Linked DNA regions of Mus musculus: all the other regions are linked to region 2. Evidence: chromatin contacts called from public HiChIP or PLAC-seq and promoter capture Hi-C data. All regions are on one chromosome and are shown on one strand. Each heading gives the region's core, a stretch centred on a gene start, on an enhancer-like site or on the middle of the called end of the contact. The rest is flanking DNA. Distances are from core to core; before and after follow the strand shown.

Region 1 (3,541 bases), core at 571-3,070, 540 kb before region 2:
TAATTGGAGTTGGGCTGGGTAGAGAGATGGCTAGGCAGTTAAGAGCACTGGCTGTCCCCCGCAGAAACCCAGGTTTCATCTCTGGCACCTACAGCCTTCTGTGACTCTAGTCTCAGAGGATCCCTTGCCTTCTTCTGGCCTCCTCAGGGACTACATACATGTGGTACACAGATAACTTATGTTAGCAAAACACTCACACACACTGAAAAAAAAAAATCAGGGGCTGGAGAGATGGCTAAGCTCTTGTTCCTCTTCCAGAAAGCCCTTGGAGGCCAGAAGAGGGCGTTAGAATCCTCGAAGCTGGACTTCATGCTGTCCAGTGTGTGTGTGCTGGGAACTGAACCCTGGTCCTCTGCAGGAGCATTGTGTGTTTACTGAACAGCTAAGCCATCTCTGCTGTCCCCGAAGTGTACATTTTTGATGAAGTCCAATATCTCTATCACTTTTCTGGCTTCACATTTTGCTTCAATGGTAATAAATAGTAGTTGCTGTTAGTTTTCATGGTCATGTTTACTGGGAGAAGAAGGGAGAAGAAGCTGAAGGAGACACCTTTCTAAAAGTCCTCTGCAGTAGACAAGCACACGAGGACAGTCAGAAAAGTAATTTTAACCCAAAGGCATGACATGGATGGAAATGGTGTGTGTGTGTGTGTGTGTGTGTGTGTGTGTGTGTGTGTGTGTGTAAGTGCCACAGGGTGCATATGGTGATCAGAGGACAGGGACTTGCAGGAGTCAGTTGTCTCATTCTACCATGTGGGGTCTGCGAATTCAACTTAGGTTGATACACTTGGTGGCAAAGCTATTATTGATGAAGCATCTTACCCACCCTGTTTTTCGTTTCTCCTCTTCTTTCATACAAAGCATACTATGCAGATGAGGCTGAACTGGGACTTGGGTTCTCCTGCCTCAAATTCCCAAGGAGTGCTCAGACTGCAGGCGTGCTGGTCCACACCTGGCTTGCAAAGTCTTTGAAAAGTATAGACACTATATGTCAGTGAACCATTACTGATATTTTCATTTTTACTCATTTTGTAGGTAACACACAGCGGAGAGATCACAAGGTAGCTAGATTCCGCTGTTCCCAGTAAGTCTTTTTACTTCAGGATAATTTCCTTCCAGTCTTCTTAACTTTGTTGATTGCTCAAAAACCTCAAACAGAAACCAGAAAACCCACATCCTCAAACCAACGTTTTATCTATTTGTCCCACTTGTTCTTCTGAAGATGAAACAATATTTTCCCAAATCGAGGAAAGAATTTTCTTTAGAGACAATTATTGAACTCCAGGCTACTGTAGAAGCCGGAGGTGTACTGACTAAATAGCGCCTCTGCCAATGGGAACTTGAAGTCCTTTCACAGTGACAGCGTGCCATGCTCCGGGAGAACCAACTGCCACATTTTTTCAGGGCAGGGAGTTCGGCCGCAGAGGCCGCCCTGGTTGGGCTCCGGAGACTGATGTGGTCGAAGTTAGGTTTAGATCGCGCACTTATTTGCAGCTGCTGCTTGGCATGCAGCCCTTGTGCCATTCCCTTCTGCAGGAGCCTACAGAATAGGTCTTTTTTCACTACTACTGCAGATCAACCGCAGTGAGGATTTGGCGTTTCGGGTTTCGCTTTTTCCATTCTATTTCAAGGCCCTAGTGCGCCCACAAGCGGAGGAATAGCTGCAGAACTGCAGAAGCAGCTCGGAAAAGGAGAAAGGGCCGCTGTAATGCTCGCCTCCTAGGGGGCGGGGCAATCGTAGGCCTCGCCTCTCTCAGAACCCAATTTCCGACGCAACCTCATCCCGGGGCTCCGATTGGCTGGCTGCTGAGCGTGAGTACGTTGCGTCGCGGGGCGGGGCGGACGAGCGGTGTCTGTCAGGGTTTCAGCTCTACGCCCCCGACCGCCGCCCCCTCCCCTGCGGTAGCGTCGTTTCCTCCTCTCGCCCGCTCTGAGAGGGGACAAGTGACAGCCCGGGCTCCGGGTGGCGGTTTAGCCTCCGGGCATCTCTCCTCAGCCGACTCTCTGAGCTAGCTGCTGTTCTCGAGCGGGTCCCGGCCAGGGGAAGATGGCGGCCGCGCCCCGCGGCATCTGGGAGCAGCGGCGCCTGGGCTGTGGGTTGGGACCCCTCGCACGGTTGCTCATCCTTGCGCAGGCGCTGCGGCTGCTGCCCGCTGCCCGAGCCGGCCTGTGCCCGGCGCCCTGCGCCTGCCGTCTTCCTCTGCTGGACTGCAGTCGCAGGAAGCTGCCCGCGCCCAGCTGGAGGGCACTGTCGGGCCCGCTGCCCTCCGACATCTCCAGCCTGTGAGTAGAGGGTCCCAGGGCGCGGTCGCCACCGAGTTCGGAAGGGAGCTGCCTTATTGAGATTGTGAACTTTGAATGTTAGGGTTTCCCGGTACTCGTGGGAAGATAGGGGTTAAGATCTGGGGTCTGTGACGTTCCGGGCTGGAGATGTTTAATGTTGGACTCACGGGTCCTGAGCAGCACAGCTGAGACTCTGGATGGCTGTGGGTCGGGTCCAAGTGCAAAGCCCTCTTTGGGCTGCATCATTTTTTTTTTTTTTTTTTTTTAAAATTCCAGCTTGACTGGTCCTTGGGCACGTGATGCAAACACGATCTCTCCCAAAGATACAGGATCTCTCTTTTGTCCCCAGTTCTCCCATCGGCTCATTGTATGTTTCAGTTTTGATACTTGAGTTCTTGATAGGGTTGAAAACCTCTGCATGCCTAAGGAAGATCATTGCTGATCTCTAATGTTTTGTAAGAGCAGTTATTCTTTAGTAGTCAGTTTAAAGAGGGGAAAGATTTTTTTTCCCCAAATCACGATACTTTGTCTTCACTATGTTCCTTTGAGTTAAAGAACCTTCATTTCAGATCTCTTTGTTTATGTATGAGAATCCAGTGCAGTGATCGAGTGGATTCTCTAGCTCTGACTTTAAATCCTGACAAACTTGTATTAGCTAGTGGCATTTGGAGAGCTCACTGCTCTGAGTCAGTAGGCATTAAATAGAACAGTAGGTATTAAATGCTGCAATTATGAGACTTCTTAGCCACCAACATACAGTTATGTCTCTGCCACTAACTGATCAACGTGCTTATTAATTGACTTCTAGAGTTACCTCTGAAAAAGAGTTATCACTAAAAATAGTTTTGTGATATAATTAAAATACAAAGATTGGTTAGGTTCTTAATGGAAAAAGAATACAGGTAGAACATCTGTATTGCAGAGGTTAAGTATACATTTGCAGAACGTATTTATAGGTTAGCATAGATAGGAAAGAAGCTAATTCCTGTATTCATTGAGAAAATTAGTAACTGCTACAGTTACTATAGAATTGCAATATAGTAATACAGCTCCTGTCATTTTGTGGTGGTTATATCTGAGGCTTATTCTGGTTTGACTCAGACTTTAGTATTATCATTTAGCATAGTCTGAATTAATCCAAGCACAGCATCTTCTTTATACAGTAGGTGCCTTTTTTGAAGAAATTGATGAGACAGCTACCTGATTATGATAGACTGAATCTGACATAGGTTTAAAAACAGTCTGACTTAATGTAACTA
Region 2 (3,352 bases), core at 518-3,017:
TTTCAGCCTCTCTCCAATAAAAGACTAGCAAACTGGATCTGAACTGTCATATGGTAAAAAGCTGACCAGAAATAAGAAGCCACTCTTCAATTTCCCTGGGACATTTGCTGCTGAGGCCACATATCGACTGTCCTCTATCATTACCCATGCGCTGCCGGCTTCCTTGTAAGACTCGGAGGGTAAAAGAATGCATACTTGGTGGATAAATGCAAGTGTGATCCTCTCTTCTCTTTAAAGCAGTAACAAAGCTAGAATCAAAGAAATCAATTTACCTTAATCTGAGTCTGTTCGATTGACTTTTCCCATATCTGCTGATCATATGCTCCAATCTGAAACAAGGAGCAGGCTATTTAAATGATGCAAAGGCAATCTTTGTATCTAAGTCAAACCTCACAAGGCCATGAATCTATTAAATATGGTATCTGGAAAGTGGGTTTCTTACATATTAAGTTCATATTCCCCAGGGATGTTTTAAAAAAAAAGAAAGAAAAAAAAAAAAAGGCTGAATCTAAAAAGTGAAAAAAGCAACCCTCCAAATATTTTACACTAAAGATCACCTAAAATTCCACTCCCTGAAGAAAGCATCAATGGGAATCAGAGAGGAAGAAAAGGTAAGGAGCAGCTCAATCAGACGATAGTAACAATCTGAGCCATGCAGATAAGGATTTCATTCTTGTCTTTATAAAAAAAAAAAAAAATTAAAAGACTGATAATTTGCAAAAGCAAAGCATTGTAGTAGTTCGTGTATGCTGCCTTGAGAAAGGTGACTTACAGCTCACTTCCTAGAACCTAAAACTGTGTTTATAATGACTTTGCACATCATTTTTTATAATTATGTTGAGATGTTATATAAGAACATGTGATATTACCAAACTTAAGGAAAGTTAACAATATTCTTTAAGGGAGTTTTTTGCAGGGAGTATGGTTTACAAACAAAAACTACTGTTGTTACCTTCTTCTGATACCATGATATAGCATCTCTCTCATTTGAGGCCATCTGTGTCTCCAGCCAGAGAAATGGGATCTCACTGAAAACGAAGGAAATATCTCGGTAAGTCCAGTTGTTTCAGGTCATTGTCCCGTTTGGGGGTATGGCTTAAAATCTGCTTCTCTCAGTCTCTCCATTAGCTAGCTGCTCTTACTCAGGGTGTTCGCCAGAAAGAGGTGGGGGGAGGGGGAAATAGGCGAAACAGCATCCGAGAAGCCTCTGCACCACCCAGCACAAGAATGGATGCGGGGACAGCAAGTACCCGAGCTGGCCTCCCGCGCCCTCTGCCTCCCCGCGGCCGGCTCACCTGGTGCCCGCTGCCAGGCAGGCTGCCGGCCGGGCCCCCGCTGCTCAGTGACCCCCGCCGGACCGAGAGGCCGGGGGCGAGGCGGCGGGCCCGGCAGGCCGCATCTTCCCCCAGAGGCCCGGCCGTCCGCCTGGCCGTTACCATGGAGACCGCGGCGGCCAGCCCTGCCCCGGAGGCAGCCCAGCGTCCTGCGCCGGGAGGAGCGCAGCCTGCAGCCACAGACGCCCGACCTAGGCGGCCACAGAACAGGCCATGGGAGAAGCCAGGAGCCAACTGGGGAATGAGCAGAAGGAAGCGGGAAGGGTGCCTTCGCCAGCCACCTCGGCACCCGCAAGGGCTGGGTGCCCGGCTGGAAGCCAGCAGACGGCCCCGGGCCGGAGCAACGGCGCGCGTCCTCCGTGAGGGACGGGCCGCAGCTCCACAAGCTCTCGATGCGATCGGCCGCTTCCGCCTTCCGGCTCCGCCCCCGGCCGCCTTCCCGCCGCTCTGGCTGCCCGGAGGAAGAAGCCGACAGCCGCCTCGCGTGTAACCCTCGACGCTTAACGGAAAGTCACCTCAGAAACGACCCTCCCAGTACCCGTCGGTCCCCGGGAGGCTGGTCCCGATGTTCCAGAGGTTCCTGTGCGGGTCTGTAGCATTTAGCGTGGTGTTTACTTCATGTCCTTGTCTCCTTTGGGGGGACGAGACTAGTGCAGGGCACGAGCCTTCGCTCGAGTTCTCCGTTCTTGTTGGATGGACAAATGTTGGTGAATTTGCGCGGCCTGGAACGCGGACAGGCTGCCTGTGGCCCAGTGGTTCCTCCTTCGGCTCTCGGCAGCTCTGGGACAAAGGCTTTCTGCTGCCCACACAACACTAAGGGGATGCACAGGGCTCGGACTGCACTGGGACTTCCCCCAAATCGGAGAAAATGGCTGTTTATAGTGATTTAAAGAGAGGTCCAGAGAAAGGGCAACTGCACTCTAATGTAAATATAAATATGTATACCCACAGGGTTTCTAAGCTGTTCTTGTCTCTACACATTTGTGTGCACCTTAGTGGTTTGTTTCCAGGGGCCACTGTCTTGAACTTATTAAAAGCTAAGTCCTTTCTTGCCCTAGGCACTAAGCATTTAGTTGATGTAAGGCTAAAAATGGGTAATAGTTACCACTTAGGCAGTCTCCAGCCATTAAAACAGCATCAAATGAAAGTTATCCATACTGTGAAACGACTAAAATGTTAACACCCATAGGAATTATTTTTAAAAATTGCCTCACCCATTGGCAGTGATCCCCACTGTATACCCCTTAACTGTTCAGGGTTAAATAAAAAGCTGTTGAGCCTTAACAGCCCCTTCAGTGCTGCTGGACAGTGGAGCTCAAGGCAACAACCAACTCATTTTGGTAAATGACCTCAAAAAATTACTGTTAAGACCTAAATTTAACACTAATAACAAAAGCATTTGGCTTCATTGCCAAACACACGAGAGGTTTTCTGGGCTGTGGCTGTACTTTGAGGAATAGAATTGGTGGTACAGCTGCAAATTATTTTTCAGGAACCCTGGTAAAAATTTTCAGTGTTTTATTAGGATGCTGCTGTGTAAGGCCAAGCTTTGAACCCCCCAAAAAACATTCAGGCCCCAGCTCCCAGTAATGAACTGTCATTTTAGGAAATTGACTTAACAAGTCTGTTTTCTCACCAGTGTTGTGGAGATAATTAACCCCCTCCTATCTATGAGAACTGATGAAATACTGAGACCCTTCTAAGACCTAAATGCTGTCAGGACAGGCACTTCAACTACAGAGTTCACACAAAACTTAATGAGGAAAGGGATTCTCTTGTCTCCCATACTCCATCCACATCTGAAAAGTAAGCATCTTCATTATTATGCCATGCATCGTCACAAGCCTACGGCTGCTCTAAATGCAGGTAACCAATTTTAAGCAGCAATAAGGACAACTATCACAAATAAAAGCTTCATTTTTCTTCAAAACTAGTTGTACCTCAGTCTGGGTATCTCTGACTTTTTCTTTGGCAAAGAAAAGTCCATGATTTTCTTCTAAAGCTTAAAACTAAAATGG
Region 3 (3,178 bases), core at 369-2,868, 560 kb after region 2:
AAAAAATCATTTGGTACGATTCTGCTCACAAATGCATGGAGATACTTAATCGGCAACCTGACAAACAACATCTATGAAAAGCCCGTGGCTAACATCAAGCTCAATGATAAGAAATTAAACGGTTGCTCTCAAAAATCAAGAAAAAGATAATAGCCATTTTCATCTCTTCTGTTGAATGTTTAATCCTGGAATTCTGCCCCAAGAAAGAAAAGGAAGGGAGGGAGGGAGGGAGGGAGGGAGGGAGGGAGGGAGGCATGGAGGGAGGCATGGAGGGAGGGGGAGGGAGGGAGGGAGGGAGGGAGGGAGGGAGGGAGGGAGGGAAGAAGAGAGAAACAGAGAGACAGAGACAGAGACAGAGAGAGAGAGAGAGAGAGAGAGAGAGAAAGAAAGAAAGAAAGAAAGAAAGAAAGAAAGAAAGAAAGAAAGAAAGAAAGAAAGAAAGGAAGACAGACCACTGGGGCACATGTGTGGACACACATGCACACACTCACACATACATACACAGAGCTGCATATACACATGCACACATATGTAAAGCTACACGCACATATATACACACAGATGCATGTACACACACACAAATTATCTTCATCCACAGAAAACATGTTCACGTAAAATTCTAAGGAGTTATAAATAGAAATCAGTCTACAATCTCAGGAAGCTGAAGCAAAAGAATCTTGAGCCAGAGGTCAGCTTGGGTTCCCTACTGAGACCTGGTTTGGCTGTTGCTGTTGCTGCTGTTGTTTAAAATCTATCCAGAAAAAAAAAATTCCCAGAGCTAACAAATGAGTGAGCCTAGCAATGTATTGAAACATGTAACAAACCACTGGGCCTCAGGAGACAGCCGCCAGCCAGCCCGATGGGTGAGGTGAACACTGTCCAAGCTCAGGTCCCTGCTCCTGTGTTAACCTGGGCACAATGGCAAGCCCCTGTAACCACAGCCTTGGAGAAGCAGGGAGGCAGGCAGCTCCCCTGAGGTTTGCTAACGAACCACAGAGGAAAGCTCTTGTTCAGTGACAGACTGTCTCAAAGACCGAGTGACAGGAGCAGATTCTCGGTATCAAACTCTGGCCTCCAGACATGAACACGCAGCATGCACACCCTCAACCCCACATGTGTGCACACATACGAATACAACACACAGACACACTTGTATTTGTTTTCTTTGCGACAATCCTGCTATGTTACACACTCTGCCCTCAAAATGGGTGTCCTGCTTCCTCAGCCTCGCTGAGTACTGGCATTATAACCATGGACCACTGTGCCTGGCATCAATCATAATTCTATAAATACCAACAAATAACCGGAGTTTGGAATTTTTTAAAACTTTTTATTGATTTTTTGTGAGTTTCACATCATGTACCCCAATCCCACTCATCTCCCGCTCTCTGTATCTGCCTCTGTAACCTCCCCACCAAAAGAGAACAAAAACTAAAAGCAAAAACATTTCACCTTGGAAGCTGCGGCAGGTCACAGCGTGTCACATGAGTCACACAGCGTCACACCCTTTTGAGCAAACTGCTTTACTGCAAATGTCCATTGCAGTGAGTCACTGGGCTGGTTTGAGGCCTCTGGCTTCTGCTACATCAAGACTGTCACCGGGACTCCTCCTGTTGTTACCGTGTTCACATGTTGGAGTTCCTGCAACTTTGGTTCTGCAAGACTTGCCCCTTCCTGTGCTCCAGCAGCTCAAAGATGGGGTAGATGCTGGTATGGGTCAGCTCAAAGCCCTGGATTGGAGCTAGGTAGCATCTTAGCTATTCATCCTGCTAGCTCTCACACCATCTGGCCAGCTCTCCGCTTTGCCCAGGCTGGGTCAACTCTCCTGCCTGCAGTAGCAGCCACAAGGGCAGAACCTCCCCTCTGTGCTCAGGCCTCAGGGCCAGCTCTCCTGCACCCATGACACCAGTAAGACTTTCCACAATAGCTTTGGAAATATGAGGTGCTGAGAAATAATTGCAAGAAAACACATGTGAAACCTACATAACGAAAGCTGCAACAGAGCTGAGAAAAGCTTACAGAGGTCCAAGTAAACAAGGCAGCATGACTGCGACACATAGACTCAACGTTGTAAAGATGCCAGCTTTTAACATACTGGACCTTATCCCAGACTGACCTGCAGCCTGTGATGACGCACTCACACATTTCTTTTTCTTTTTCTTCTTTTTTTTTTTTCTTTTTTCTTTTTCCTGAGACAGGATTTCTTTGTGTAGCCCTGGATGTCAGGGAGCCCCATCTGTAGACCACAGTGCCCTCCAACTCACAGAGATGCGCCTGCCTCTGCCTCCCGAGTGCTGGGACTAAAAGCATGCACCAACAACAACCAGCTCACTCACACGTTTCTTTCTTTATATATATAAAAAAAAGATTTATTTATTTATTATATGTAAGTACACTGTAGCTATCTTCAGAAGAGTAGCCAGTGCTCTTGACTGCTGGGCCATCTCTCCAGCCCACCTACACATTTCTTAAAAGAGCCTACTTTGGGTTTGTTTTGCTTGTCTGACAAAAATTGGAAAGGTGACTCTAGAATTTGCATATTTGCAGAAATTCAATCACACTGAACCCAGAGATTGTGGTATTTACTGGAAATGCCTCTTTCTAGTTGTGGTGTGGCTGGGCCTTAGCACACACCTATAATCCAACAGCTTTCTGATTAAATATTGTAAACAGGATTAAATAAAATCAACCATAGGTCAAGGGTCAGAGCAAGCAACCAGCTGACAGGAAATGAACATAGGAAAAGAAAACATAGAGAGTAAGAGGGAGTCAGGAGGACAGATAGAGAGACGCACAGGAAGTAGAGGGGAGGGACATTCAGTTTGAAGAATATTTTTTGAGACAGCGTGAGAGAGGGGCATTCCTGTTGGGATGTAGGCTGAGGAAGGTCAGCTGGGTGCTTTCTCTGCCTCTCTGAGCTAGCAGGCTTTTACCCTAGCATCTGGACTCCAGGGTCTTCATTGGTAAAACCAAATGATTGAGATTTTGTTTAAAAGCATATAAAAGATGTGAAAATGCCAAGGAAACTTTGAAAAAGCAGAGCAAAGCTAGATTTGCAAATTTCCAGGGAGGAATTTTTGAGACAGGTTCTCTCTACACAGTCCTGGCTGTCCTGGAATTCACTATGTAGTCTAGGATGGCCTTGAACTCACAAAGATCCTCCTGCCTCTGGCTCTCA

The links. Promoter capture Hi-C pulls out the DNA fragments that hold promoters and counts their contacts. HiChIP or PLAC-seq counts read pairs in DNA pulled down with a chosen protein or histone mark.
Region 1: a promoter capture Hi-C map of the SN4741 cell line shows a contact between it and region 2, with 5 times the contacts expected there. The contact joins the promoter of Lrig2 here to the promoter of Phtf1os in region 2. A contact is called at or near these places in 11 of 39 promoter capture datasets (the C10 cell line, the SN4741 cell line, cranial neural crest and 8 more), 1 of 15 datasets of contacts at CTCF or cohesin (the NIH/3T3 cell line), 1 of 484 Hi-C or Micro-C datasets (embryonic stem cells), 16 of 115 datasets of contacts at active chromatin or transcription factors (the 230-238 cell line, astrocytes, bone marrow-derived macrophages and 12 more) and 2 of 9 other capture datasets (adipose tissue and liver).
Region 3: a contact with region 2 is called in a FOXA1 HiChIP or PLAC-seq map of pancreatic cancer cells. The contact joins the enhancer-like site here to the promoter of Phtf1os in region 2. A contact is called at or near these places in 2 of 39 promoter capture datasets (the 3T3-L1 cell line and liver) and 3 of 115 datasets of contacts at active chromatin or transcription factors (the NIH/3T3 cell line, acute myeloid leukemia and pancreatic cancer cells).

Annotation. Positions count from the first base shown.
Region 1 is chr3:104,510,197-104,513,737 of GRCm38.p6, reverse strand. It overlaps Lrig2 (leucine-rich repeats and immunoglobulin-like domains 2), which reads left to right and starts at 1,820. Exons shown (of 18, transcript NM_001025067.2): 1 at 1,820-2,282. The coding sequence starts at 2,047.
Region 2 is chr3:103,966,731-103,970,082 of GRCm38.p6, reverse strand. Phtf1os (putative homeodomain transcription factor 1, opposite strand) reads left to right here and starts at 1,767. Exons shown (of 1, transcript NR_030676.1): 1 at 1,767-3,352. Phtf1 (putative homeodomain transcription factor 1) reads right to left here and starts at 1,825. Exons shown (of 19, transcript NM_013629.2): 1 at 1,296-1,825; 2 at 953-1,028; 3 at 273-329. The coding sequence starts at 997.
Region 3 is chr3:103,404,946-103,408,123 of GRCm38.p6, reverse strand. No RefSeq gene overlaps it. Among named protein-coding and RNA genes, the nearest start is that of Gm25869, 21 kb to the left of the region's middle. Within about 2 kb of position 1,618, at least 87 of the 459 cell types and tissues checked have an H3K27ac peak or open chromatin away from gene starts, as enhancers often do. A contact at or near this core is called in the NIH/3T3 cell line and pancreatic cancer cells, where this site is marked.